Regions from separate parts of the Mus musculus genome. Here region 1 is linked to region 2. The links are chromatin contacts, called in public promoter capture Hi-C maps. All regions are on one chromosome and are shown on one strand. The core of a region is the stretch at or near the end of the contact, and the rest is flanking DNA. Distances in the headings are between cores, read along the strand shown. Region 1 has its middle 330 kb from the start of Nectin3. Region 2 holds the start of Nectin3 (nectin cell adhesion molecule 3).

What was found. Promoter capture Hi-C pulls out the DNA fragments that hold promoters and counts their contacts.
Region 1: a promoter capture Hi-C map of liver shows a contact between it and region 2. The contact joins the enhancer-like site here to the promoter of Nectin3 in region 2. A contact is called at or near these places in 8 of 39 promoter capture datasets (the 3T3-L1 cell line, cranial neural crest, epiblast stem cells and 4 more), 1 of 484 Hi-C or Micro-C datasets (epidermal suprabasal cells), 3 of 115 datasets of contacts at active chromatin or transcription factors (embryonic forebrain, embryonic stem cells and neural progenitor cells) and 1 of 9 other capture datasets (pancreatic islet).

What each region holds. Positions count from the first base shown.
Region 1 is chr16:46,821,592-46,829,042 of GRCm38.p6, forward strand. No RefSeq gene overlaps it. Among named protein-coding and RNA genes, the nearest start is that of Nectin3, 330 kb to the left of the region's middle. Within about 2 kb of position 3,735, at least 3 of the 459 cell types and tissues checked have an H3K27ac peak or open chromatin away from gene starts, as enhancers often do. A contact at or near this core is called in liver, where this site is marked.
Region 2 is chr16:46,492,595-46,499,624 of GRCm38.p6, forward strand. It overlaps Nectin3 (nectin cell adhesion molecule 3), which reads right to left and starts at 4,373. Exons shown (of 6, transcript NM_021495.4): 1 at 4,021-4,373. The coding sequence starts at 4,180.

The DNA.
Region 1 (7,451 bases), core at 2,485-4,984, 330 kb after region 2:
CCTCTTTTACTGTGTGGTATGGAGCTCAAGTATGGGGTTCTTTCTCTTACATCCCCCCATTCCTTTAATCCTAGGATTTGAGAGGACAGGTTAAACTTCAGGGTGATTTCTTTATCAATTAGGTCTACGTCAGCACAGATTTACTCCTTTTCATTGAGTGTTCATGGCATGCTAAGCATAGTCTATGCTAGTCTATGTCCAAGAATTCAATGATTCAGCCTGATGGCCACTGTCCCTGCCAGTCATGAAGTTTATAGTCTAAATCCAGGCTTCTTGAGTTTGATTTCTTGATCTTTTTTCTTCTGGGAGCCACGATACTGAATGGTTATTTTTGTACAACAAACACTTATGTACAGTGTGAGTGGATTAAAAAAATAACTATCTCTTAATTTTCATGTGTTTTATCCATCTAATTGTTCATTTTTTTGACTTGGAGGGTATGCTAGTAGTTTAATGTCAACTTGACACACTTAACTGAAAAAATGGCCCTGCTGGATTGGCCTGCTGGGCAAGCCTGCAGGGCATTTTCTTGATTGATTGTAGAAGTTCACTGAGAGTAGTACCATTCCTGAGGCTGGAGCTTCTTGGCGCTATAAGAAATGCTGAGGAAGCCTTGGGGGAGAAAACCAGTAAATAGTATTCCTCAGTGGCCTTGGCATCAATTTTGACTCGAGATTCCTGCCCTGCTTGAGTTGCTGCTCTGATTTCCCTCCATGATGGGCTATAAACTAATTCCACAAGATGAGATATGCCATTCCTCCCCAAGTTGCTTAGGGTCATAGTGTCTTCTCACGGCAATAGAAACGTTAGCTATCACAGATTAAAAGGTGCTTACTCTATTCTGCTTAAAGGCTAGCAAGGTCCACTCAATCAAATAACATTCTCTCCTATTATGTATATATAATTAATATTCTATCAAATACCTGTCATTGCGAAGAAGCACTTGTGCATGTGTGTATGTGTGTATGTGTGTGTGTATGAATCTAACAACCTCATGGGACTCTGCAAGGCTCCTGGATGCAAATAATTAATTTTGCATGGACCTCTCACATTAGAATATTCTCTTGCCTGGTTTCCCTTTCCTTTTCTCTAGACTTTCTTTACCCTCTCCCCCTCTCTCCTTCCTTTCCCCTTGTACTACTTGCTAAGTTCCATGTCAGTGGGATAGATTTAAGTTCTTTGTGAAATTAAGCCTTTAGCTGAGCCTTCATTTTTTTTTTTTTGTATTTCCATCAGTTGATGCCTGATTTTGCCACTAGAGAGAAAGCATAGAATGTGTTGCCCTACACATCAATGACGACTTTTACTTGAGAATGTGTAGTCAGAGCTAATTAAACGCTGCTGATGGCTACAGGCACTTCTCCTCTCATAGCAATTATGCTGAACTTGGTCAGTGTGGCTGCTGGTTGAAGCCAGGAGGCTGTTTTTAAAAAGCAGCAAAAAAAACGGGGGGGGGGGGGACTCATTAAAACATTTGAAACCAGAAATTTAATTTAAAAAAAATGCCTTGACTTCTCATTAAACTTTTATGTTATTCCCTTGGGCTTAGGGATTTTTCTATTCTAAATCTTTGCTGAAATGTTCCTAAAGTAGGCTTGATCCAGTTGTGGATTACTCTGTAAAGGGACATAGGACATTATTTTGTTTTGTTTTATTATTATTATTTTTTTTTGGAGTGCTCATCTTCTTTAGGGTTTTTTTTTTTTCCATGTCTGAATAGAATGTGTGAGAAACAAAACAGAACAAATCATTTAATGGGTTTTGAACTGCCAACACCCCTGAAGCCTGGCCAAATACGTCTTGTCTGTTGGAACCCCCAAACCATACCCTAGCCCATCAGCAACAGACAGATGTGTGTCATAGCATAACTGCTCTCCAAAGGTTAGCACCTGAATTTGAGTGCACATCACCATTAAGCACCACTAGGAGAATCTCTAGATTGGCTCCAGGAACCTTTGCTGGCATAGCCTAGGAATTTGTTCAGTTCATCATTGCTTCTTCAGAATGAAGCTGGCTATCAGCCTCGTTGGCTCTCTTGGTGACCAATTATTTGAGACTAGAGTAGCCATTGAGTCACTTAGCATCCTGCAGCTCAGAGTTCTGGGTTCACAAACAGGTAGGAATTTTGAAATGCTTTTCTCTCTCTTTCTCCCTCCCTCCCTCTCTCCCTCCTCCCTTCTTTCCTCCTTTCCTTCCTTTTTTTCCTTTCCCTTCCCCCACTCCCTCCCTCCCTTCTTTATTTATTTCATTTTGTTTTAGGCTATAAATTAATTACAATATTTCTCTTTCCCCTTCTTCCCTCCAAACCTCCCATATGTTCCTCCCCATGTTTCTTTAAATTCATGACCCCCCTCTCAATTCTATAGTTATATCTTTATTTCTCCCCCCCCAAGATCAAGGGTTGTTTTTTGTTTGTTTGTTTGTTTGTTTGTTTTCCCAAGATCTTTCTTGAATGCTCTTGTTAAGCTGATTGTAAATGTTTTCTCATAGTCCTGGTGGAAGGTTTGCATTGGCTTTATGGTAGTTAATATAAGAAAGGAGATATTTTTAATAATTTAATATTATTTTAAAAAGGTGATTTTTTTTCTGGTTCTTTTGGGTTTTCTTGCAGCCTTTGAGTTTCCAATTGTTTATGTCTAAGTACATATATTTTGACCACATTCTTTTAAAAGTACTGTAATATCTGAGTTTAGTGACTAAAGCCACAGGTGTGAGCTTTGTTTGAATTAACCATTAATTTAAGATTATGAAGCAGTTGTCACAGGAAAATGGCTTTGGTAGAATTTTCAATTCTGTGCTTTAATTTTGTTATATACAAATTTCCCTGTATAATAATTTAGTTTTGTTTTAATCACTAATAAATTACAAGAAATATTTCTTCAACCCTAAAGGCATCTGAACATAAGAGAATCTACTTTGAATTGACCCTGCTAAGCTGGGGAAAAACATCTGCCCTTATGGAAACCTAGTAGGTAAAGTGTGATGCCATTGGGTGCCCTGCTGTTCCAGGAGATCCCCCAGTTTTGTCAAGCGTGAAAGGCAGTGGTGTTAGAGTTCTCCAGATTCTGAGTAGACTTAGTGTTGAGACTTACCATTCTGGTATTTTAAAAAACCCAGATGGGCTGTACAGTCTTAACGAGTTTAACATTTTGTGACCTTTTGTGGTTGAAAGAGAATTGGACAAGAAGCCAGAATCTGTGGGTTCAAGTCTTGGCTCTGGCACTAACCAGCTGTGCGCATTTGAAAGTTAGTTTTCTCCTCTGATGCAGAATTGTTTTCTATTATAAAATTATGAATTAAGCTAAGTGATTTCACATATCCCTTCCAAATCTCACAAGTAAACTCTGGATTCAAAACATAGACATACTAACCAAGTTTACTTGGTTCAATTCCTTTTGCTGAGTCTCATTTTTATTGCTAATACAATGGGATGGCTAATAGCAGAGTCTGGGGAAGAAGTAAGCCAGTTCTTGTGCAAAGATTAGCATATAATGGATGGTCAGTGAAGATTAGCTATTGTTTCAGTGGGTCTGGGGCTAGCAATTTGAATACAGACAATGGATCTCTTACAATGATTCAGCTTACAATGGGTAGCCTTCACTATGGTGGGAAAAATGCATATTCAGAAGAAACTGTGTTTTCAGTTGTGAATTCTCATCTTCCCCTAGTTTCATGTTATGTGGTTCTTAGTTCACTTGAATTGCTGAGCAGGTGCAGCAACCTGCAGGTCTCAGGCAGCTGTGACTCCACCGAGGTAAGCAAACAGCCCCGCACTGCACTGTGTTGCATAAGATGTACTTTCTGTTTTAATCAAAGTTCATTTTTCCTAACTTGCATTATCTGCAGTTTGGCTTCTTTTGTTTTTGTTTTGTTTTTTTCAGGGTCTCATACTTCTGAATAAGAGCTTCACACCAAGCCTTCCACTTTGTAGGAGAAAGAGAGAAAGAAAGGAAAATGAAGGGGAGAGAGAGAGAGAGAGAGAGAGAGAGAGAGAGAGAGAGAGAGAAGAAGAAGAAGAAGAAGAAGAAGAAGAAGAAGAAGAAGAAGAAGAAGAAGAAGAAGAAGAAGAAGAAGAGACTAGAAACAATGTTAATAATAAGGGTGTATTGGCTCACTCCTATACTCTTAACCCAACTGAGGTTGAGACAAACTGATAGCTATGAGTTCAAACTAGCCTGAGGTTACATAGCAAGTCCTTGTCTCAAAAACAAAAGGAGAAAACAACACACCCAAAGACCAAAAATCCCCACAACCCCCCCCCCCCAAATCCAAACAAAACAAGAAACAAACAAAAAATAACCAAACAAGGGACAAAAAAAAAAAATCAACAATCCAACAAAACAAACAAAAAACCCAAAACAACAAACACCTCAACAACATCAACACAATTCCCTTCTTACACACACAAAAACAGACCTCTAAGCTTGTGTGTCTGTTTGCTCAATAAGAAAGAGGTGAAGTCACTTTTCTTCTGTTCTTAAACACAGTTCTTTATTGGTCCTCTGCCTTAGTGGAATCACAGTCCCATTGTATAGGCAGAATGGAGACGGCTAAACATGTGAATGATCTATAGATTTTAAAAGTCATGCTAACTGAATTTACCTCTAACTTCAGTCTAAGATCAACCGTCATTACTAAAATTAAGATTTACAAGTCTTAATGGTACAATCCAACCTTGAGCTAAGTGAAAATGTTCCTGTTGCTGTCTGGTTCTCAGGAAGTGGCTCTGAAGAGCTATCTCAGTTTCTGCTTTAGCTGTAGCTATCTGTCTGAATTGCTCTTGAAGGTACAGAGCAAATAGGCAAGGCCAAAGCTGGAAACATCTAGTTCCATGGGCACTTTATAAAATCAAATGATACAAAAAAATGTTTTAACAGAAAAGTATGGTTCCTTGCTCTGTCCTACCCTTATCTAAGATTCAGTTCCCAGAATCCACTACTTTTGGTGTTTCTATGTCCTCTAGAGAGTGTTTTCATAGTTTATATACACTATACATATATATATATGTAATATATGTATGTATGTGAATATATGTGCATATATATATATTCTATGATAATAACTATTCGACATACAAGCATTAGAAATCACCTTTAAATTGTTCTCTTATCATAAGAAGTACAATTTCCTCAGTTATTATCGTTCTAACTTATTGCATATATGGTTCTACTTAAATATTTAAACGTTCATTTCTCATTCTATCAATTATGCAGTTTGGTTTTCCTACTAGGGAAAATGAAGACCTTTTCCACTTATGTATTCTCTTATACTTTCCAGAGAACTTAGATTAGTGTCTACAAAGTTTAACGTTGATGAATCTTGTTCATAGCCTGATTTTAAAAATTATATATATATATATAATATACACACACAAACATATAAAACAACAATCAAGGAGAAATGGGCCATTACTGTGAGAAGTGGTGGGAGACCATGGATGAGGTTAGAGGACAGAAGGGGAGAGAGGGAAGTGATGTAATTATGTTTTAGCTTCAAAGATGAACCAAAGGAAATGTGTTTTCATCACCAGAAGACACATACTGTGCTACATAGACTTTCTAACAACCATATTCCCTTTCCTATAGTGTGAGCATGACCTCAGTGTGGCACAACACTTACCAGCTTATTCTAGTAGCAAGCTTATCACTCTAGGTGTAATTTACATCTCAGTCAATCTTCTGAGGTATAATCAGGCATTTATTTGTATCTTGTGCCTCCTATATAGTTGTATTTTTTTTTCTCTAATGGGTCTGATTGCATCATTTGACCATCCTTTAGGCTTTGTATTTTGAGGATCTGTCAAGGTGTGTCAGGTACATACATATCAGAAGGCTGCTGTGCCCTTGGCTAGAGGTCTTGTGCTTATGTTTAAAGGTATTACATTTATACAGGAGTAGGGAAAACTAGAGTTGTACTGCTCTGGTAACTGGATTCTGAAGAAGGCCAGAGGCCAGGGCTTTAAACAGGGGGTAAGAGCAGTGCCCAAATCCCAGGCTTCCTTTTGCATGTTGTTGTCAAGACAACAAACATTGCATTTACTGCTGTGGACACCATCAGCCACTCTGCCTATCAGAGGTTTTATAACACAGAGCCACTCAACCTTGAGAAGCTGGAGATGAAAAGGAATTCTTTAAGACACTTGTGAAATTTTTGATGCCAGGGCAGAGGTGCTTAGGAAGTATTCTTTCCTTGCAATGTGTTTTGTCAATATTTTTGACTCTTGGGACTTGTGAACTCTAATTACTTTAAACTCAATCTTGGGAAGCAAAATTACCTCTGATCTGAGATGTTTGATTCACCCCGAATCTTTCTAGATTGCCTAATTGAATGATCTCTGAGAAGGTAGTGAGGAATGGGAAAAGATTAGAGCTGGATGATACATAATTGCCATTTGATTTAAGGGATATTCAAATATATTTCAAGTTCCCAGATTGTACATGGTTCTGACAGCTATGCTGTTGGATCACTGGGTATGAAAACAGTGGCTGCTTCCTGCCCATGTGAAGATGAGTGTCAAGGAGCCGGCATGGGCTTAAAGGCATTCTAAAATTTTTCAAAATGTAAAGGCTTCAGTAAGATATAAACCCGCTGACCTTTACTTTAAAACATTTACAGTTTCTCTCCTTCAATATGGCCAGTGATGTTCACTAAGAGTTTCAGTATGGGGGTGGTGACATCTCTTCCAATTTCTGAAGGAAGATCCTTGGTTGACAAAGCCTTTTCTTTTCTTTCTTTCTTTCTTTTTTTTTTTTTTTTTGGTCACCAAGTGCCAAGCTTTAGAATGAAGAAACACAGAATGGGGAGAGGACAGTCCTCCTAACATCTCAATGTGCTGAACTACAATGTCGACACTGTAGCATTCATAGCTCTCTGAGCCTGCTTAGTCTTCTGCCCAGTGAAGCCCTGCATGCAACCTCTTTTACAAGAAAAAACGTTTTTCCCCCCAGAGCTGAGGACTGAACCCAGGGCCTTGTGCTTGCTAGGCAAGCGCTCTACCACTGAGCTAAATCCCCAACCCCAAGAAAAAATTTTTAAATCAAATATATTTTTCCTTCTGTTGAAGCTCAATGCAGCCTTCTCAACTGTGTCAGAAGAATAACCACCTCTTTTAGCCTGGCTGAGGGACCTCTTTGTGGAAAAGAGATTTGACTTATGTGTAGCTCCAGGAAACTAAAGCCAGACCAATGAAGAGGTGTTGAAACTCTCAGTAGCAACTCAATATCCAATTTTAAGGACCTCTTGAAAATCAAGGAAGACTTTTATACAATAATTTAGTTCCCAATTTTATTTTCCCTAATTTCTTCACTTGCTTAATTTAACTCTCATTCCCTTCTATTTGACTGAATGCATTTTCTCCAAGTAATGAGATACCATTAAACAGACAAATGATCAATGAAACTTTAGCAAGGCTGATTTGCACATATTAGAAATAGTGAGGGAAAACGTGAGTG
Region 2 (7,030 bases), core at 3,123-5,622:
AGAGGGAAGCCAAGTTTTATTTTATTTGCTTCTAAATCTGTTTGCCACTCCAATAAATCATAACAACCCTAACCTGATGTTATAGATACAGAGAGTAGTGTACAAATCGTGTCTCCCTTCCCTTCTCCACCCCACATGTTCAATATAATCACTAATTTTCTAAGTGACCCTATGGAAACTTGCCAAATCTTAAAATACATTCAACGTGGCTAAGGGAGGATCCAAGTAGTTTCCACACTGATACACATTTGACTATATTCTAGTTTTCTGAAACAGCTACCATTTTATATAAAGTATATCTAATAAATATTTCTGATTATGTTATACAGTCATAAATATGCAAAATATCAATTAATTAGAAATTTCTATTTGGGATTAAGAGTCACCTAATCCAGGACTGACAGTTTATTACATACAATGTAATAAAAGCTAGCTTGCATAAGCTACTACATCCATGTACTCTTAAGTGTTTTAGTTAATTCTTTAATATCCTAAGAGCCCTATTAGTAAGATACTATGTAACCTGCCAATAATTAATTTTTAATAAGTGGCAGTGTTCATTCCTAATCAGATTGACTTTTTAGTGATTAAATCCTAAGTTTCAGTGAGTGGGTGAGCAAAGGGAGTGTAAGGAGAAAGAGACTGATATTACATCACTAAACTGTCTAACTTCACCAAGATCTGACTCAGCTGAGCCAGGACGTACTTCAGTTGTAAAAGTACCTGCTTACAACACACAATTCCCTGGATTCCATCCCTAGAGAATATACACGCATCCACACATACATACAACAACAAAGTGAGTTTTGCCTTCATCTAGATCTGTTTACCTAATGTTCTCCTGTCTCCTTTAGACCAGACTCATTTAGAAGCTCAGAAGACCTCACATACATCTCTACAGAAACTCTAAACTTTCCTGCACTGGCCTTCCTTTCTGTCTATGGGCAACACACTGCCAACTATGCATTCCCAAGTGCTTAGAAAGACCTAAAGCTATGTAAAGTGTGTTTAAAGATTTGCTATTATATGGTAGCTGCTTATTTGCCACCACCTTCTAAACATTTGTCATAAGACAAAGCCTTGGTCAAAAGGCTTTGACCAAGTGGCAGAATCCAAAGACAAATGGCTCTAGAAGGGGCAAAACTTCACCTTCTAACTCTTCAGTGCCATGTTCCTGCTAAAACAATGTTCTCAACCTCCCAGGAAAAACGTAGAAAAAAAGAGTGAGACACATACAATAATCATCAATTGATAATTATGATCAGAAAGGAATATGGAATTTCAGACTTAAAAAAATTAGGTTTGAGTCAGATGTTGTAGAAACTTGGTCCCTTAGACCTTGTAACTAGAAATGTCTTAGACTTGAAAAACCTGGCAATTTCTCCACCACTGAAGCTGTCGTTTAAAAACTTCAGCTCTCAAAGCATAAATATGGTTGCATACTTACATAATCCCAGAATTTAGGAGGTTAACAGGTGGATCAGGAATCTCAGACCAGTGTCAACTACACAGTGAGACCCTGTCCCCAGCCCCCAGGAGAAAAGTTTAGCTGTTCAAATGAGATATCACACAGTCCCCAAACCCATATAAACTCCGGCATTTACATTTTTTTTTTTTCAAAATATAAGGTCTAACCTCGATGAGGGATATTTTTAGCAGTCAAATTAGCATGATGATGTTAACCACACCAACTAACGCAATGCTGAATCTAAACAACTTATCAAGAAAAATTTAAAACTGCAAATGATTAAAAGAAGAACATTCTGATTAACAATCAGGTAGGGTCATCTTTTTAAAGTCAAAAAATCAAATGAGTTCATTCAATCATTCAAAAGGAGTCATTCAAACAGCAGGCATGAGTCAAATCATGTTAGTGCTGTGGAATGTTAATATTACTATCATTCATATATCAACAGGTTGTTAGCAAGGGAAATTAAAAAAAAACTGACATTAAAAATTCTGTTTCTATACTTACTAAGTCAAGCCAACTGTGTCCTATTCCTGCTTCCTAAAATAGAGGCTTATTAAAAAAAAGTGTCATAAGCACTTGCAAATTAGGGTGTTATAACACAAGCTCAAAAAGGCAGCCCTTTAAGTGAGTGGGACACAGTAACGTGGCTCTTATCTATATCTACAACAGCAAGCAGAGCTGACTCTGAAAACTCCCATACAGACCTCCTCTAGAGCAGTTGTTCTTCCCCACACTGCTTAGTTGACTGGGCTCTAAAATAACTGATCACCCTTCTCCCCTATAACACTATAAAGGAACTCCTTAAAATGCATTTTCTATGTAAATACTAATGTTTGCACCCAGATGTAATCAACAACTCACTGACACAACCACGATGAAATTACCAATGTAAACTCTATTTTCTCTATCAACTTTTGCATCACTTCAGTCTCCCCTTGGGTTTTATCTACACAGAAAGCCCTCTAGACCTAGAAACACTCCTTCAGTACTTACCACAAACTAAGTCACCACAGTCAAATGCTTGTACCACGCACATACACACACTTCCTCCAAGTATCCTGGAACTGAAATCCTAAGGACCATCCACGAGCCGCCGTAATGGCTCATAAGAACAGCATACAAATTCTATGTAGAACTTAATATTACCTTAAGAAGGGAGCTAAAGGCTTAAAACTTACAGGACTAAAAGCTGTTGTCTCGGGACCAAACATCTGGAGAGTGGGGATATGGAAACTGGACATGCTGGACATGATAGCATGTCGTTTCTCACAAAGCACTCCATGTAAATCAAAACCTTGACTTACAGCACTGGAAATGTACTAAAATTCTCAGTCTGTAAGTGGCACTCAACCTCAACATAATTTCCTCTCCCTATGAACTAACTACCCTGACTCACCTACCAGGAGCAGATTTTTCTTTCTTCTGCATCAGAGCACTAAGGAAATTTGTTCACATCTCTCCCTTATAATAAATACGGGTACATCAGCTTTTAAGATTTCATATGCACTGATAACCATTGTCTGAAAAAAATCTAAATCTAAGTTGTATTCCTCCATCTTTCCCGTCAGCAATCCTTAAATGAACAACACCTTGCGGCATTTTGATATTACCCAGACATTCAATAGCCTAAGACTGACTGGTAGCTTTATTTCACCAAATCAATGCTGTCCACTGATTACCACGTCCACTTCTCTAGCATGAAAAGTAAATATATCATTTCATTTTCATCTTCCTTAAAAAAAAAAAGTAGGTCTCTAAAACTAGTCTCAGATTCCGGGAACGGAACTTACAAAGAGATTAGCTCCTAAATCTGGAATAAAAGAGGCACACTGGAGAAACCCGGGGCTACTTGTTTTAACAGCCAGGGAACAGTAGGTGCAATATGTATTCAAAAGGTAAATCTTGCGTCCCCGAGAACAAGGTTTTCTTCTAAAATAACCAGGGGCTGCGTGAAGGACGTCCAAAAACTGGAAGGCGGCGTGAGGGTACCATCTGGGATCAACCCAAAGATCCAAAGGTTACCAGGGCACAAATCGTGCTGGAAGGGGGATGCAGGCGCAGAGTGGGTTTTTAAGATGGTGCCTTCTCCCGGAGGCCAGGAGGCGTGGACCCGAAGGCTACAGTGCGCTGGGCTAGTGTCCACAGGGTTTCCGGACTTGCAGCTCAAGTTTCATCGGAGAGAAAGGAGGAGGCGGCAACATGCACTCAGGCATCCTAACCTCAGCCTAGAAGTCCGCGCTCTCCGCTTCGGCGCATCAGCTCGGAAGTAACGGTTCCCGGGGCACGCGGGGCTCCGCGCACCGAGCTCCACCGCCAGCCCTGGGGGCCCAGCGCGACGACCCGCGCGGCCTCGGGGGGCGGGAAGCCAGCGGTCGGCGCCCTGTTCGCTCTCCCTGCCCTTCCCGGGCCTCGCCCGGGGCGCGGCGAAAAGTTTCCAGGCAAAGTCCGCGGCGGCCGCTCGCGCAGCCAACCGCCCGGCACAACCGCCTCGGCTAGCCTCGCCGCCCGCGCCCGCCCTGCTCAACCCCTCGCTCGCCCGCTTCACCTACCACAGAGCCGGGAGAAGAGAAGCAGGGGAATAAGCAGCAGCAGCAGCGGCGGCGGCGTCGGGGCCGGCAGCAGCAGTCCGGCCGCGGGAGGAAACGCCGAGGAAAGTTGTGCTTTGCCGCCTCCAGGACACAACGGGGCCGGGCCCGGGGTCCGCGCCATGCCCGCCTTGCCCCGGCCCACCCGCTCGCCCGCGCCCCGGCGCCTCAGGCTCTGGGTGGCGGCGGCGGCGGCGGCCGCGGCGCGGAAGGGCCAGCGCGCGTGTCCTCAACCCCCGGCTCCTGCGCCGTCGCCGCCCGCCGCCACTCGGCCGAGCGCTCGCGGCTGCCTCGACTCCGCCGTCGCCGATGCCACTGCCGAGGCTGAAGCGGGAGCCGCCCGCCGCCGCCACTCCCCTCCCCGCGGTCCCCGCCCGCCGCGAACTCCTGGGAACTCGGAACGCACCACCCCGCCCTGCGGGAGGGGGAGCCGCCGACCCTCACTACCGGGACGAGCCCGCCCTCCCTGCCGCCGGGCTGCCTGGACGCCGGCCGAGCCGCCCGCCGAGTCTCCTCCCACCCTCTCTCCCCACACGCTCCTCCCACTTCCAAAAGAAAAAAAAAAAAAACTTCATCCACTTGGAAAACCGGGCTTCTCCCGAGGCTAAGCAATCTGGACCAGGCAAGGCGGCCCCGCCCCTTGGCCCCGCCTCGTCTCCCCCCCTCGCCAGCGCTGGAGATGGTCTCGCCCACTCCGCCCCTCGCGGGGCTGGGGCCGCCGGGGCACACAGAGGCGCTCCGAGGCGGAGGGCTGCGGGACTCCTAGTCCTGCCTTTTTCTCCTCCAGAGTGGCGAGGTTCCCCTAGCGGGACCAGGGATAACCAGGGGGGTGAGGGGAAGGCAAGATGAGGGTACCGGCTCTCCGCGGGTCGGAGCGGGGGGTTGCCTAATTTGGGAAGCTGGATACCGCGGGGCTGGACCAGCCTTCTCCCTCCTCACCCAGGCGTAGGGACTGAAAGGAGATTCTCCACTCCTCCCTCCTCCCCAGGAGCATCCCGGTTCTCCTCTGTCCGGGACCGGTGTTGGCCCAGGCGTTTAGCCTGCTTTTTACACCGGGAGGGAGGCTTGTTGGAAGGGTCAGCGGAGCTGCCGGAGGACAGGAGGGGGCCCTCCGAAAGGTTTGCTCTCTAGCTCTTGCTTCTCTTGGGCTGCCCGTTTGTCCACTTTCTGCGCCGGGCGACCGGCAACAGGAGGCCATGGATCTCCCATGCGAGGTCTTCGAGTGTGGTCTTGTTTTCTCTTTGATCGTTCGCATGTTCGCACTTGTAATTTTATTTTCTCGCGTGTCTCTCTTTGAGTTATTCTCAGAAAAGTGACCTCGGGAAGTATTAAACATTTACCCTTAAGAGGAGCATCTGTGATTCACCATAACCCTCCCTCAAACCCCCAAAGCTTGTCTGCCCTTCCCTCCTCCTCTATCCGCCACGCACAGCCGGAGTGACTTGACCTTGAAGCCCCAGTTACCGTAGGGGGAAGGAGATGGATGAACAGTTTGGGCTATCTGCGGAGGCGGTGGAAGCGGAGGACACCGTCCGGAGGCCGGACACCATTAATTTTATGTTGTCCTACCATCCCCACCAGATAGCTAAAGATGTGCTCCAATAAGAATAACAGCCACCCAGAGAGCAGCCTGTGGCCACTAAAGTAAAGCTTGCCTGGTGCCCACGACAACGTCGTGCTCCAGACTGAGTCACTGGGATCTCCTCGGCTTAACACACTGATTTATGATGTCTTACTCACCTCCGTAGCATCCTATCCAGTCTCTCTTCTTTTTTTATCTTGCTCCCAGCACTGGGGCTACTTGTATTCATTACTTCCACCCCTTCCGTCTTTCTCCCTCCATCTGCCCGCCCCAGTCTTCCTGCAATCACTGCCTTCTATCACCTATCCACCTATCCTCCCGATGCACTTATGAATAAACCTTGCCCTGCATTGCTGGGGAGATCCCCCGGATGATGCTCATAATTGACAAACTGTAGCTATTGTGACATCCCCTCAGCTGTGCTGACACCACTCTTTCCCTTGAGAACACTTCTTCCCCTCTTTTCACATTCCCTAAATCTAATTTCACTGCTAAATTTAGACAGAGCCCACTGCTGCAACCACCAGCTAATTATCTGTTTAGATAGCACTTTAACACGTTGCTGAGTTTCAGTTAAATGTTAACCAAAATTTTAATATCGTTAGCCAATTTCATTTCCCCAGTCTTCCCCTGATGGCTCCAGATTCCAGGAAAAATAATTTAGCTAACATTTTTTAAAGGTGCCAAAGGCTTAATTCGGGGGCTACTGTGCAGTCTGCTTCGAAGAATAAGGAATTAACAGGCTGAGGCTATCTCCAAAGGGTGATCTGGAGCTTTTAAACAATCCTCTCTCTATGAAAACAGTTGATAGTAGAATGCAATTCTATTCCCTCACATAAATGAAGCAAAAACGTGGAGAACTTACTTATAGACATGATATGATGAATAAAAGAGCAATGTGCTGGTTTTTTATGTGAATACACGCATTATGTGCTAATAATAATAATTTGTGTTGATATGGCATCTTCAGCCAGAGATGTCAAAGCACATGTTCGTATCACAGGGAAGGTGGCAATTACTATTATCCCTGCTTGACAGTTGGAGGAACCTAGGCACAGAGGTTAAGTGCTCTGCCAACCCTGTCTGCCATATGCACATGTACAGTTGTTTTTTTTTTTTTTTTTCCTGGCTTTTTTTTTTTCCTGCCAGAATTTCCTTCTTGCCTTCCTGTGGACAACACTGAGCCCTCGGGATTTCTTTTTAAGTAAAAACTTTACTTAGGCAATATGATTTTCTGCTTTCCAAATGTCTAGTCTGAGATTACTCTACTTCCCCTAATGGATATTATTACTGGGCACACAATAAAAAGATTTTCCATTTCATAGTAAAACTTGTTTTTTCCCCAAAGACTAGAATTATTGATTTTCTTTTAAACCTTTAACATGAGAACAC